Linked DNA regions of Gossypium arboreum: region 2 is linked to region 1. The links are chromatin contacts, called in public Hi-C maps. All regions are on one chromosome and are shown on one strand. Each heading gives the region's core, a stretch centred on a gene start, on an enhancer-like site or on the middle of the called end of the contact. The rest is flanking DNA. Distances are from core to core; before and after follow the strand shown. Region 1 holds the start of LOC108463317 (remorin 4.1-like). Region 2 holds the start of LOC108467203 (F-box/kelch-repeat protein At1g67480).

Region 1 (6,809 bases), core at 2,126-4,625:
ACACATATCACACCGATGTCTTATCCCAGATATGGCCTTACGTAAATCACTTGTCACTTGTAGCAAGCTATCACTATTCACCGATCGTAGTCTGAGCTACCATTTTCACTAATCAAGTAGTCGATGATCGGCAGCCGAAGCTACCACTTTTCATTGATCAGGTAGCCGAAGCTACCACTTTTTACTTGCCATTTCTCATTGATCAGATAAGTGTAGTTGAAGCTATCACTTATCACTTTCATTTGTCTTGATCGATAAGTGTAGCCAAGCTATCACTTATCACTTTCACTTATCCTTGATCAAATAAGTGTAGCCGAAGCTATCACTTATCACTTTCATTTGTCCTTGATCAGATAAGTGTAGCCGAAGCTATCACTTATCACTTTCACTTGCAATTGATCAGATAAGTATAGCCGAAGCTATCACTTATCACTTGTTGCCATGGTCCAACCATGGTCTTTTCCTTCAATTTATCTTGTCACTGAATTGTAATGCTCAATTTGATCATTTATTCAATTTTCATGTTTTTACATTATTCGCGATTTTATCATCAATACATATAAAATAACACATCATGAAATTCATAAAATTAACAAATGGTCACTAAAATTTAGTTATACAAACTCACAAGTACGATTTTTGTATTATAACGATATTCATAATTTCATAATAAATATTCCAAATAAAACATTATATCATTTCTAATTCAACATTTATCGATTATAATCGGGCATGTGATCAAGTCATTCATATATATATATTTACTTTTCCTCCTCCTCCTCTCCATCCACATCCTTAGTATAAATAACACACTTGTAAGTAACATCATCCATAATTTTCACTATTTACTTATGTGAATATTCAAGCTGTCCATCTGTGTCATAGTCACTAAATCATTTTTATCTTGAGCTACAGAACTCAAAATTAAGATCCATAAATTTTCCCAGAAACTAGACTCATATGTTTTCTTGCCATAAAAATTTAATAATTTTTGGTTGGGCCAATTAATACAGTTTATTCATTGAAGTCTCCCCTATTCTGCTGTCTGACAGTTCTGACCCTTCTTCACTAAAAATTAAGTATCTTCTCGTACAGAATTCGAATAATGTCCTCGTTTGTTTCTCTTGAAAATAGACTCATTCAGGATTCTAAACATATAAATTTAAGCCCCTAATTGTTTTTATCCAATTTTTTATGATTTTTCAAATTCAGAACAGGGGAACCAGAAATCATTCTAACCTTGTCTCACAAAATTTATCATATCTCATGATTTACAATTCCATTGCTTACATAATTTCTTCTATAAGAAACTAGACTCAATAAGCTTTAATTTCATATTTTATTCATCCTCTAATTCCATTTCTAAAATTTTTGGTGATTTTTAAAAGTTAGACTACTGCTACTATCCAAAACAGTTTTAGTGCAAAGTGTTTATTTCCATTTTTCCCCAAATTTCACAATTCATACAATTCAGTCCTTACTCAATTAACCCCTCAATTAAGATAATTTTCTCAATTAATACTTTTCCTAGACATTAGAAGTTATTTCATAACTATTGAAATTTAGAATTTCCACATGAAACTTTAACTTCAAACTCTTTTACAATTAGGTCCTAAACATTCACTTTCTATTCAATTCTTTCAAATAAATCAGCATATAAACAATTTAAAGCTCTAATTCCATGCCAAATCATCATATAGTTCCAGCACATATTCATAGCAACTTTCAATTTCTTTCATAGAATTAAAAACTAATGAATTCAACAAGTGGACCTAGTTGTAAAAGTCACAAAAACACAAAATTTCAAGAAATAATCAAGAATTGAACTTACTTGAAGTAAAAATATGAAAAACTAGCTTGAAGGAACTCTTCCATGGTGTTTTTGCTGATGAGAATGCAGAAAAATAAAGAGAAATCTAGATAATTCCACTTTAGTCCTAGCTTTATTAAGTAAATTTTCCAATTTTCCAATTTTGCCCTTAATTCTCCTTATTTTCTTGCTGATTTCATGCCTTGCCGTCCAGCCCAAAGAGACCTTGGGTCTATTTGCCTTTTAAACCCTCTTTCTTTTATCATTTAAGCTATTTAATCATTTCTCACAATTTTGCATTTGATACAATTTAGTCCTTTTGTTCAATTAACTATCGAACTTTAAAATTTCTTGTGAAACTTTAATACTAACTTATTAACGCTCCATAAATATTTATAAAAATATTTATGGCTTGATTTAAAATTTTCGAGGTCTTAATACCTCGCTTTTCGATTCTAATTATTTTAATATTTATTTTAGTACACTATTCACTATTTTAAATTTTTTTTCCTAACTTCACATTTAACTTATACTCACTAAATTAATAATATTTCCTACTCATTTGTCGGATTTAGTGATCTCAAATCACTGTTCTGACACCACTGAAAATTAGGTTGTTACACAAAGTTCTCGAAGGAAAAGAAAAGCTAAGGCGTAGAGATGAGACCGAGGCGAATCAAGTCAATTCCATTTGGAAATTGCAATGAGGGCATTGCAAGAATGGGTGATGGAGGATGTCACGGGCCACAGTTCAAAGCCCATGACCATCGCACCAAATGCATCCGATGAAGGTCTATTGTGTAGATGGGGATCATTTGGCCCACAAGAACTAGCTCGATTCGGTAACCTGTTGGAGAAGCCTATCAGATTGTAGCCTGGTTGGCCGGATAACAGAGATATGACAACTTAGGCTTTTTTAGTAACTAATCTTAGAAGATTGATAAAATCATATCTTGTAAAGATTAGATTTGATTTGATAAGGTATATCTTGTAAATCCTTAAAATCAAGAGATATAGTTAATATCGTCCATTGATGTAAATGTATCTTAACCGTCAGTTTTGGAGGAGCTCAACTACAAATAGAGAGCCTCCCCTCATTTGTACTAACTCCATTCCTTATTTAATTATTCTTTGTGAATAAGAGAACATTGTGAGCATTTACTCAAAAAACTTGTTTGCATTATTTCTGTTGTTCTTTGTAGCTTCTTTTGGCATTATTTGCTTTCGCTATACAAATTGGTGCCTTAAGAAGTTTTTAAAGAATTCTCATTTGAGTAAAGGTTGACTTAGACAAGTTTAGAGGAATAGATCACTTAAAGCCACATAAATTACGAGACAAAAGATCTAACCCTACAACACTAACATCTAGGAAGCAGTGTCCCTTAGCTGTCCAATCCAATTCAATCTGAGTACATTATAAGTAGCACTCAAAAGACAGGTCAAAATTTTACTGACAAATGCCAACAGTCAATTTAAATTTATAACTCACAGAAGCTGATGGCCCATTAGAAGCACGTGAATGATTTCAGAGCACCCCCCAACATTATTAACATCTATTTCCCACTTGACCCGACACCCACCGTCTCAGATTTTCATCCTGCTCACCCCTTCCGCACACATTTTGCATTATATTATACACTATATTGTAGCCGTTGAAAGCAACACTTTTCTTTAAATTACACTTCCCAAGGTTCCCAAACTGTTGAGAATTCCCATTTCTTTCTTTTTTTAACCATTATTTACTGTGCCAATAGTGCGTTTTGTTTTGGTTTTCGGTTGGTTCAAGTTTCCAGCAATGCGAAGCTTTTGTTTTTTTTTTTTTACTATTTTCTTAATATTCAATGGATCTGAAGTTCTGAAAGTCTGAAATTTTTATCGTTAGCTCTGGCAATGCTTCACAAAGATCCATGGTTTTAAGTCATTATTCTCTGTTAGACTGTTACATTACGTTTCTTCAACGAAAACCCTTCTTTTTCTTTTTATTTTTTAAAGTCTAGGAAATTATTAAGCTTCTATTGGTACTGCTTAATTAACAGAGTAGTTTTTCATTAATGGGTGTTTAGTGTCATAAAGATGATGATTAGTTACCTTTGTGGATAAATCCTGCATGTGATGGGAATGGGATGGGACCCTTTGTTTTATACTCTTATGAAAGGAAGCTTTAAGATATTTCAAGGTTCCTGTTGAGCATTATTGGTTTTTTCTCCTTGTTATTACTAGTTTTCTGTATGTAGTGAGCATTGAAGTTAAAATGTACTTGTTGGATTGGAGGTTTTAGTAGGCTCAAAGATCCTCAAATTTTCATACCTCTACTCTTGAATCTGTTTTTGCAATGAGAAAGTAGTTGCATCTGTGTAGATTAATGTCACTTTTGATACTTGTGACTCTTTTTGTGGATTAGAAAATGAGAGCTATTGAAGATAAAGGTTGCTATAACCTTGGAGCAGCTAATGAAATTTCAAGCAGCAGCGTGAGTGCCATAAGTTTTGAGTTCCATAAAGGGAATGGGACAACAAACAACCGAGCTGCTCAATCTCATCATCGAACTACTACTGCCTTAGGGAAGCCAACAACACCTTCAAAATGGGATGATGCGCAGAAATGGCTTGTGGGACTGTCGACAAGTAGAGACAAAAAGACCCACTCCAAAGCCAAACCTCGAAACTCCAACGCTGATGATAGAAGACTAATAGCTCCTGTGCCACATAAGGAACAAGATTATCCAAGCAGTGACGAGGAAGGAGGCTTTGCTGCTGCTGCAGTAATGTCACCTAAATACGAAGGAGAAACCAAAAAGGTTGATTTTGATGATTCTATTTGGAACTCTGTGTCAGCTGTTAGATCAATATGTGTGAGAGATATGGGGACTGAGATGACCCCTATTGCAAGCCAAGAGCCTTCAAGAACAGCAACACCCCTAAGAGCCACCACTCCTGCTGGAAGGAGTCCTATATCTTCAGGATCTTCCACCCCTGTGAGGTGCCAAAATGGAGGAGGACCTTGTGCCGAGGATTATCAAGCAGGTTCAGGCCCAACATCGACTGAGGGAAGGGCTGAAACTAATGCCGCTGCCAGGGGTCATGGTTCAAATAGACAAGAATCAGAACAAGCTAGGAAGCAGAGCACTTTAGAAACTCGAGCTACGGCTTGGGATGAAGCTGAACGTGCCAAATATATGGCAAGGTAATGTACTAATTCCGTCCTCCTCTGACAAATAACTAGCTAGCCATAAGCCTAAGGAGTTCTTCTATTCTAGCTGATATGATAAGCATATGCCATTGGTTTCAAGGTATAAGCGTGAAGAAGTGAGGATACAGGCCTGGGAAAATCACGAAAAGAGGAAAGCTGAAGTGGAAATGAAGAAAATAGAGGTAAACTTAAACCCATGGTGTTGGTGTTGAGTAAAAGTGGGTCTTACAAATATTTCTTGTTAAACCCTCCACTGTCATCATTGTTAACAGCGATTACTCTAACAACACCAGAAGATGTTCCATTTGTTAGTGTTGTTTGGATACTTCTCTCAAAGGTCCCTTATTGTGATGATGCATTATCAAGTTATTTTACTTGTCAGTCCAGGGAAACATCAATTGTCTCCAAATCCCAGAAACCCGCTGCTGTTTTTATGTCTTGAATTTGTTTTCTTAAGGCATTGGGGGATTTGAAATGAAGATCATTCTACAATAAAAAGTGTGCCAATCCCATCTCACAGATGGCGTTTGTTATGTTATTAGGTGAAGGCTGAGAGATTGAAAGCTCGGGCAAAAGAAAGATATGCAAACAAAGTAGCAGCCGCAAGGAGAATAGCTGAAGAGAAACGTGCAAATGCTGAATCAAAGCTAAACGAGAAAGCTATAAGGACATCTCAAAGGGCGGATTATATAAGGAGAACTGGTCATTTTCCTTCTTCCTTCTCTTTCAAGTTGCCTTCCCTTTGCTGGTAGTAAGCAACTCTGCAGCCAAATCTGGCTTCTTCTTATTCCAATAGAGATATAACGTACGTATGTATGTATGATGTACTTTTGGATTATTTTTATATGCATGTGATTACTGCTGAAAAGTTGCAGTCATGGTGATTATTTCCATTAATAAATAAATCTCCAACCAATTATTTGGCAATCCAAAAGATTCTTACTCGTCTTAATCGTTTATTGGTGTCTGATAAGATTATATGAGTTGATGGCTTAAAGAGTTTAGGATGATTACTTTTCAATATCCAAACAAATAAGTACTTTCTTTAAAGAATTGAATTTTATAATGCATTTTTAACATTACATCAATACCCTTTAACAATATTTTAATATTGATTAATTAAATAAAATTAACAAATAATAATAGTAATATAAGCATTATGGGGTATTTTTTTCAATAATCAAGCATTCATTAAGAATGAGAAAAGCAAAGATACATAGAAAAAAGAATAAATTCAATACAAAAGCTCAAAGACCCATAAAATCCTAACCCCTAACAAACCATAGCAACGACCAACGGTTGCCATTGTGGGAGGAGATGCAACTGAGAAGGATCAAGGGTCTGCCATACCAAGCCATCGACATGCATCCCTCCAACGGTGTCCATGTCGCAAACCAAAACTTCAACGGAGAAGGAAGCCAAGGCTGCACCTTGCCTTTAACCGCCAAAATGAGGTCTTCTGTGTACATTCTTGGCCTCACAGAAGCTTCGTTCAACGAAATTCATAAAGAGCCACAGTACCACCAAGTGATAAAGAACAAGGCCTCACGGACTGAAAAAAAAAAAAAAGAGCCCATCAAAAGAGGAGGGCAAAACCAAGGAACAGATTGAAGACAACTCTTAGCAAAAATGGAAAAAGTCCACCTCTCGACGGCGATTATTTCATTGACAAAACAAAGGAATACCATGAAAGGAAAATAGAGAAGAAAATAAAAGAGGAAAGCGACGAGATGAGCGGAATCGGCCTGAAGGCCGAACGACCACTCACAAGGAAGTGACTTTCTCTGTCTAGAGAAAGAAGACAGGAAAG
Region 2 (7,021 bases), core at 4,418-6,917, 230 kb after region 1:
TATTTGAAAATTTTTAAATTAGAGCGCAACTTAGTGACTTGATTTAATATGTTTATGAACATGAAATCCCGGTAACACCTCGAGCCCTATCCCAATGTCGGATACAGGTGAAGGGTGTTACACTAGTAGCTTATTTAGTTGTTTTTTCTTTTCTACAGATCATTGGAAACCTCGATCAATTGAAATCTCTGTAACACCCCTAACCCGTCTCTATCGCTGGATTAGGGTTACGGAGCATTACCAAATAATCAAAAACATTTAACATCATAATATTTAAATACATTAAACAAATCATAAATCCAAACAAACATAAGCATTCTATTCCTAAATCGGGCCCTCAAGCCACTAAAAATAGCTTTTAGGCAATATGGGACTAATTTGAAACAAAACAGAAAGATTAGGAAAAGTTTGTAAAAATTGGATACAGGGGTCACATGGTCGTGTGACATCACCCCAGGTCCTGTAACATTAGAACAAGGGACACACGATCGTGTCCTAACCCATGTCCTCACCGGTGTAACTCACTGAGTAGGGTCACACGACCATGTCACACGCCTGTGTGTCAGACCGTGTAACTCTCTGAGTAGCCCCACACACCCGTGTGCCATGCCGTGTGTTAGGCCGTGTAACTCACTAACTTGAACCCTAAGAAATCCTCAGATGATAGACGACCGTGTCACACGCCCGTGTCCCAAGCTGTGTGAACAAAATTTACCTAAAACCAAACCATTTCATACATAAATCATGCATAACCATTCAACCTATTTAAGCACACAATCAAGGGTTTCAAACACCATTTAAACATGCATAAACATGCCATTTCAAACATCCTAAATCACCTAACCAATATGCCATTCAAAGACACCACAATTATACCACACATTACATTCCAAAACAAGTCAACAATTCATTATTTCAAGTATTATAACTTAATTCAATTACTTACCAAAACATATCATAAATGAACATTACATGACCATAAAAGACCAAATCCAAACCATCATTTACATACCAAAAGAGCTATATATACAAGTATTTAAGGATGGCCAAAATGACCTAACTTTAAACAAGCATTAAAAGTTCATCAAGTTCAAACTTGAAATTTCACAACTATGAACATACCAATTCACCATTTTCACATTCACAAAACATCATAATACTAAAGACTTCTCCTAGTACATGCCACTTTAACCAACTTACAACAAGTACAAAATGACTACCAAGGTATAGATGATAGTGTGTGAGCTTTCAAGCCAATCCAATCGATGCCACAATTCCAAGAGTCCTACAAAATCAAATTAAATGAATAAGCACGAAGAAGCTTAGTAAGTTCGATAAGTCAACTCATTTACTACAAATTTCTTAATTTCCAAGGGACGTTAACATTCATTTACACTAGAAATAAGCTTGAATAACATCGGCACTAAGCCTGGTAGGCACTAAGCCTGAAAAACACCAGTACTAAGCCTGCTAGGCACTAAGCCTAAATAACACCAGCACTAAACCTGCTAGGCACTAAGCCTGAATAATAGTACGGTTCAACATTTAAATATCAATACATAATAGAATTTAAAGATTAAATCACTAACAAGGAATTGAATTCAACTATACATAAACATAAAACAAACTTACAGGAGTAGTTTGCAGTAATCGCAAAAGCACATGAACTACTCCAAAATCTTTTCTTTTCCCCGATTGTCAACACGCTTTTAATCTAAAACAATAGTTTCATTCAATTAAGTACTTCTAAACTTTATTTAATCCATAATTCATTTTTATGAAAAATTACAAAATTACTCCTAAAATTATAATTTTTCACAATTTAGTCATTAAGCTCATAACTTTAAATTTAACTATTTCAACAAAAATCCAATTTAACCAATGTTACAAAGAACCTTGAAATAATCCATATTTACTATCATTTCACAATAAAACCTATAGATTTACACCTTTAACAATTTAATCCCTAATTCCACAATTCATCAAAAATCACTTAACAAAACTTATTTATTTTTCAACAAGGATTCATAATCTATCAACTAACATAAAAAATCATTCAAAAACATTCATGGAAAGTCCCTCAACCTTTAATAATTTTGCAAATTAATCCCCGGGCTAGCTATATTAAGCTAAAACAGACTCAAAAACATAAAAATCATTAAAAATGGGACACAAAATCATACCATGCAAGGTAGAAGAAGAAACTGAATGCTTCCCCTTTTCAAAAATGGTGATTTCAGCCAATAAAAGAGAAATGGGGAAAATGATAGATTTTTCATAATTTAATTTAGTTTTATTTATCAATTTACCATTTTACCCTTAATGATAATCAAAATTTTCACTAAAACCTTATCCATAACTATCCACTAACTCATTAAATGGTCTATTTACCATTCAAGTCCTTTATTTTAAGATTTTCCATTAGACCTTTTAGCAAATAGAACTCAACTTTCACACTTTTTACGATTTAATCTTTTTTACTTAATTAATCATGCAAACATCAAAATTTATTAATGAAATTTGAATACGACCTTAATATAATCTCGTAAACATTAAATAAATATTAAAATAATAATTTACTCATCGTAATTGTGGTTCTAAAATCACTGTTTCTGACATAACGAAAAACGGGCTGTTACAATCTCGTCGAAGCATAATTACACTATCCATCCATCATTTTGGTAGTTTTTGGTTACTTTGGTTAATGGTTATAAATGGCATGTAATTGGGCTTGAATGTTATCTTGGCTACTTGGTTTTTTTTGAGTTCGTGCTAAGCTTATTTGTGTGTTAATATCCTTAGTTGATGGTTTGTAAATGAAGGTGTAAATATGTAGTGTTAGACACTTATACATACCCTTTTGAAAGTCGGTAATTTATTGTTGAATGGTATGCTTTTGAAATGGTTATTTGGTATGTTTGATATATGCTTAATGAGTGAACTTGAAATGTTGAATTGAATCAAATTTGATGTGTGAATTGTGGTGCCTATTGATGGCATAGTGGTTAGACATAGAATGGATGATTCTTGGCATGTTTTTGGTTTCCTTGAATGTGTTTTAATCATGTGAAAGTATCTTGAAATGGTTTGGCTTGGTGTGTAAGAAATGGTGTTTGAAATAGCTTGCATTAGGGGTTCTTTAGAGAGCACATGGGCTGTCACGCAACCATGTGTCCATTAAATTTTAAGTATAGGATGAAACACACGATCACAGAGAGTTACACGACCCGGCGACACGGTCATGTGTCCTTATTTCGAATAGGCACACGGGTGGACACACGAGTTGGACACGACCATGTGTTCCATACTTCAAATTGTACACGGTTGGCCACACGACCATGTTTTCAAGCCACATGGCTTGGCCACACAATCGTGTGACTCCTGTTTTCAAAATTTTATAATTTTTTAAAATTTTTTTGATTTGTTTCAAACTAGTCCTTGAATATTCTCAAACTATTTTTAGGGCCCCTAGGCTCGATTTAAGACCCTTAAGTGTATTTTTTACTATAAATAAAATGTGTAAGTGAATGTTAGAATTTAAATGGAATAAATGTTTCGAATTGTAATGTGTCACTAGGGGTGTTACATCATCATTTTCGATTCATTGCCCAATTCATCAATTAATATATAACATAAAATAAGTCAACACAATTCAAAGCCACTTTTGCAATTTCATTGAGTTACACTATTTTTAATTCAATTCAATTCAATCATTTATCTCAATAATCAATCAATTTCACTCCAATATAAATCGATCAATCATTATCAACTATTAATTCCTCAAATTTCTTAAATTACAATTCATCATATTCAATTTATCATTTCTTTACGATTTAGTACATATATCACCTATATCACCTTTTGTACCAAATTGCAAATAATTTAAATTACTATCAAACATATAAAATACATAATTCAAGTATATAATAAATCAAATAAAATCATACCATATAAACTTACCTAGTCAAAACAGCAAACAACCAAATCTTCAAGGACTAATCAACAATTTTGCCTTTTTTTCTCGATTATCCCTGGTTTGGTTCAATTTTCGATGTATACAATAATTTAGTTGAATTTATAAATTCCAACCCTCTTATTTCATCCTATTATAAGCATATATCGGCTCAATTTCACTATATGAATGCCCCCTAAAGTTTTTCATTATTCAATTTAGCCTCTAAAATCAAAATTGCAATATCTCTCAAATTTGAGCTTTGATTTCGAAATCAATCTCAATTACATCCTTTTAAGACCCTCTACTGTCCATAATTACAAAGATTTCATAACGGTTATGAAATATTTATACTTTAGCCATTATGTTTTTTTCACTTTACAAATTTATCTGCTTTTTCATAACAGTTATGAAATATTTATACTTTAGCTGTTCAGAAATATGGGCGAACTCATTGTCATTGGTGAGTTGAAGTTTGAGTGGGATGGACATGTAGCACAGTTCCATTAAAGGCATGTAACATGTTTATTTAATATTTTTTTTAACTAACATAAACTTTACATGTTAATTCAGTTTATGGCTTCCTAACATATTAATTTTAATTATTTATACTGTATTTTTAATATGAGTATTATCTTAAAATAGAGAATATCTATTTTCTATATAAATAATAGTTACGAATTAAGAAAAAGAGAAAGGAAAATTCTTACTAAAGTGGGATCCACCAAGAAGGAAAATTAAAACCACAAAGAAATTGCATAGAAGAATCACAAACTCCCATTAATGGGAACCTAAAAATCTCCAATTACTGACCAAACTGTTAAAAGTAGAATACTTTTAGGAGAAATACAATAATGGTTTCATGTTTTTCTTTCTATTACTTTTATATATATATATATATATATATATATATATTTATCAATTCTTTCGTCCTTGATATTTTTATTATGTTAATCAACAATTATTTTATCAGTTTAAATACAAATTATGTTTGTTATTTATCTAAAGCTCAAATCAGTTGGATTTTTTTTATTCAAATCAGTTGGATTTTTTTTATTCTTGAATAAATATATGTAACCTTTATATATATATATATATATATATATATATATATCATCCTGAAAAATATTTTAATATACTCATCCACCATTTAAAAATAACACGTAATAATTTAATAATAAAATCAACAACAAAAGTAAAACCAATATAAAAAAATTATGCAGTAAAACTAAACCAAAATATTATTATTTTTAGTTTTTCAAAAATAAGAGCACTACACAAAAATAAACTCTCAAATACAAACCTTTGATGAAACCAAATAGATATGTTTGGTCAAATTCTATTATTAGACCCTATATTTTGTGTAAATTATAAATTTAATATTTATATTTTAATTTTAAATTAAAATATATATTAATATTTAGTATATTAAAAGTGTATTTTTTAATTTTAAAAATTAGAGTGAAAATATAAAAAAGTAAAGCCAAATCATTCTCCTATATTAGATTTGACTTCTTTTTTTTCTTTTTACCAGAAAAAGAATTATTTGTCTGATGTCACGAAATAAACGGAGGCTTAAAATGAAAGAAATAAATGAATAAACAATGATGATGATAATAATGATAATGAGATGATTAGTGAGTGGTGGAACCCTCTCGCCCGTTTCTGCCTTGCTTTTTCTATGCTTATAAATTCTTTCCCTTATTCATGGCTGCTTTGCCTCAAAACACTCTCATCCCCTTTTACGCCTTTCTTTTCAACACCAACCCTTTTTCATTCTCCTCTTTTCCAGGATCTTCAAAGGTAAATCCCCCTTTCCTCACACCTCTATATACATTGCCTCCTTTCTCCTTTCTTTTAAAATTTATGTTCATTTAGGTTTTTTTTTTCCTTTAAAAATTTTAAACCAAAAAAAAAAAAAAATTTCTTACCAGGTTAGAGAACCTGTTGAGACGTGAACTTGGGGATCTTTTTAGTGTTTATCTTCAGATCTAACGTGTTTCAATAGTATTATTGCCAGACTGTTAGGATTTTGGATAAGAACATTCTTCCCACCCCCCCCCCCCCAACTTTACTTTCCAGGAATCTGGGTTTTCTGGTTGTTGATAGATGATTTGTTGGTCTGCTGCCTTTTGCTTTAATTCTTTTGATTCTATGATATCATACATTTCATCTTAAGAACTCATCTGTTAATTTTAGTTGTAGTTATTTTAATTTAAGTTAGGGTGGTTGGGTAGGTCAAGTCAAGATCTGGGTTTTACAAGTTAAGAGATATATAATAAGCCCCTTGAGTTGTTCGCCCCTTTTGTGTATCTACCACCGCAAATAAATTAATACCTTCTTTTTGCAACATGTTAGAGTTTTAGGTTTAGAATAATAGAAAGGAACACTTACTTCACCACTACCACCACCACCACCACCACCATTATTATTATTATTTTGTATTTTTGTTTGGCTTTGGGTGTTTCCCAGCAGTACATAAGTCACTGCTGCCGGCCTGGAGAATCATGATCAAAACAAGTTGTCTATTTGAAGACAGAATCGCTGTTATATGAACTGGATATGTATTGGTTGAATTGACCTTTCTTCATTTTAATTTATATATTCAGGTGATTACTGGTTTCATCATAATGGAAGTTATTGGGGGCTAAAACTTCTGAATTTTATGGCCTTAAAAGGTATTGATTTGACAATGACCGTAGAGATAAGCTATTGTTTCTTTGGTTTCCTGTCGGTAAGCTATTGTTTCTTTGGTTTCCTGTCTTCATACTAATTGGTTATGGTTTTACAATCTTGCATTTAGTTATTTGGGCAATGTGTGGGCAACGGAACGGATACAGAGGTGTGGGAAAAGCTTTGCAGAGTTCAACAGGAAAGAGGGCTTTTGGCATGGAATATGAATCAGATTGGACTAAGAATAGAGTTTCATCGGCATTTACAGCTCAAGTCATCCGTTCTGCTACATCACTTATGCCTTGGAGTTGTAAAATCCCTATAGGTGATGGATTTCATGAGTTTCTTTAATTAGTTGACTAGCATTTATAAATATTGACGCATTCTTTTGGGAAA

The links. A called contact is a pair of places that touch in the nucleus more often than the background predicts.
Region 2: a contact with region 1 is called in a Hi-C map of leaf, with 3 times the contacts expected there. The contact joins the promoter of LOC108467203 here to the promoter of LOC108463317 in region 1. A contact is called at or near these places in 2 of 5 Hi-C or Micro-C datasets (both in leaf).

Annotation. Positions count from the first base shown.
Region 1 is chr2:65,913,432-65,920,240 of ASM2569848v2, forward strand. It overlaps LOC108463317 (remorin 4.1-like), which reads left to right and starts at 3,376. Exons shown (of 4, transcript XM_053024874.1): 1 at 3,376-3,500; 2 at 4,212-4,993; 3 at 5,100-5,181; 4 at 5,542-5,933. The coding sequence starts at 4,215. The coding sequence ends at 5,751.
Region 2 is chr2:66,138,505-66,145,525 of ASM2569848v2, forward strand. LOC108467203 (F-box/kelch-repeat protein At1g67480) reads left to right here and starts at 5,668. Exons shown (of 4, transcript XM_017767774.2): 1 at 5,668-5,755; 2 at 6,562-6,630; 3 at 6,756-7,021.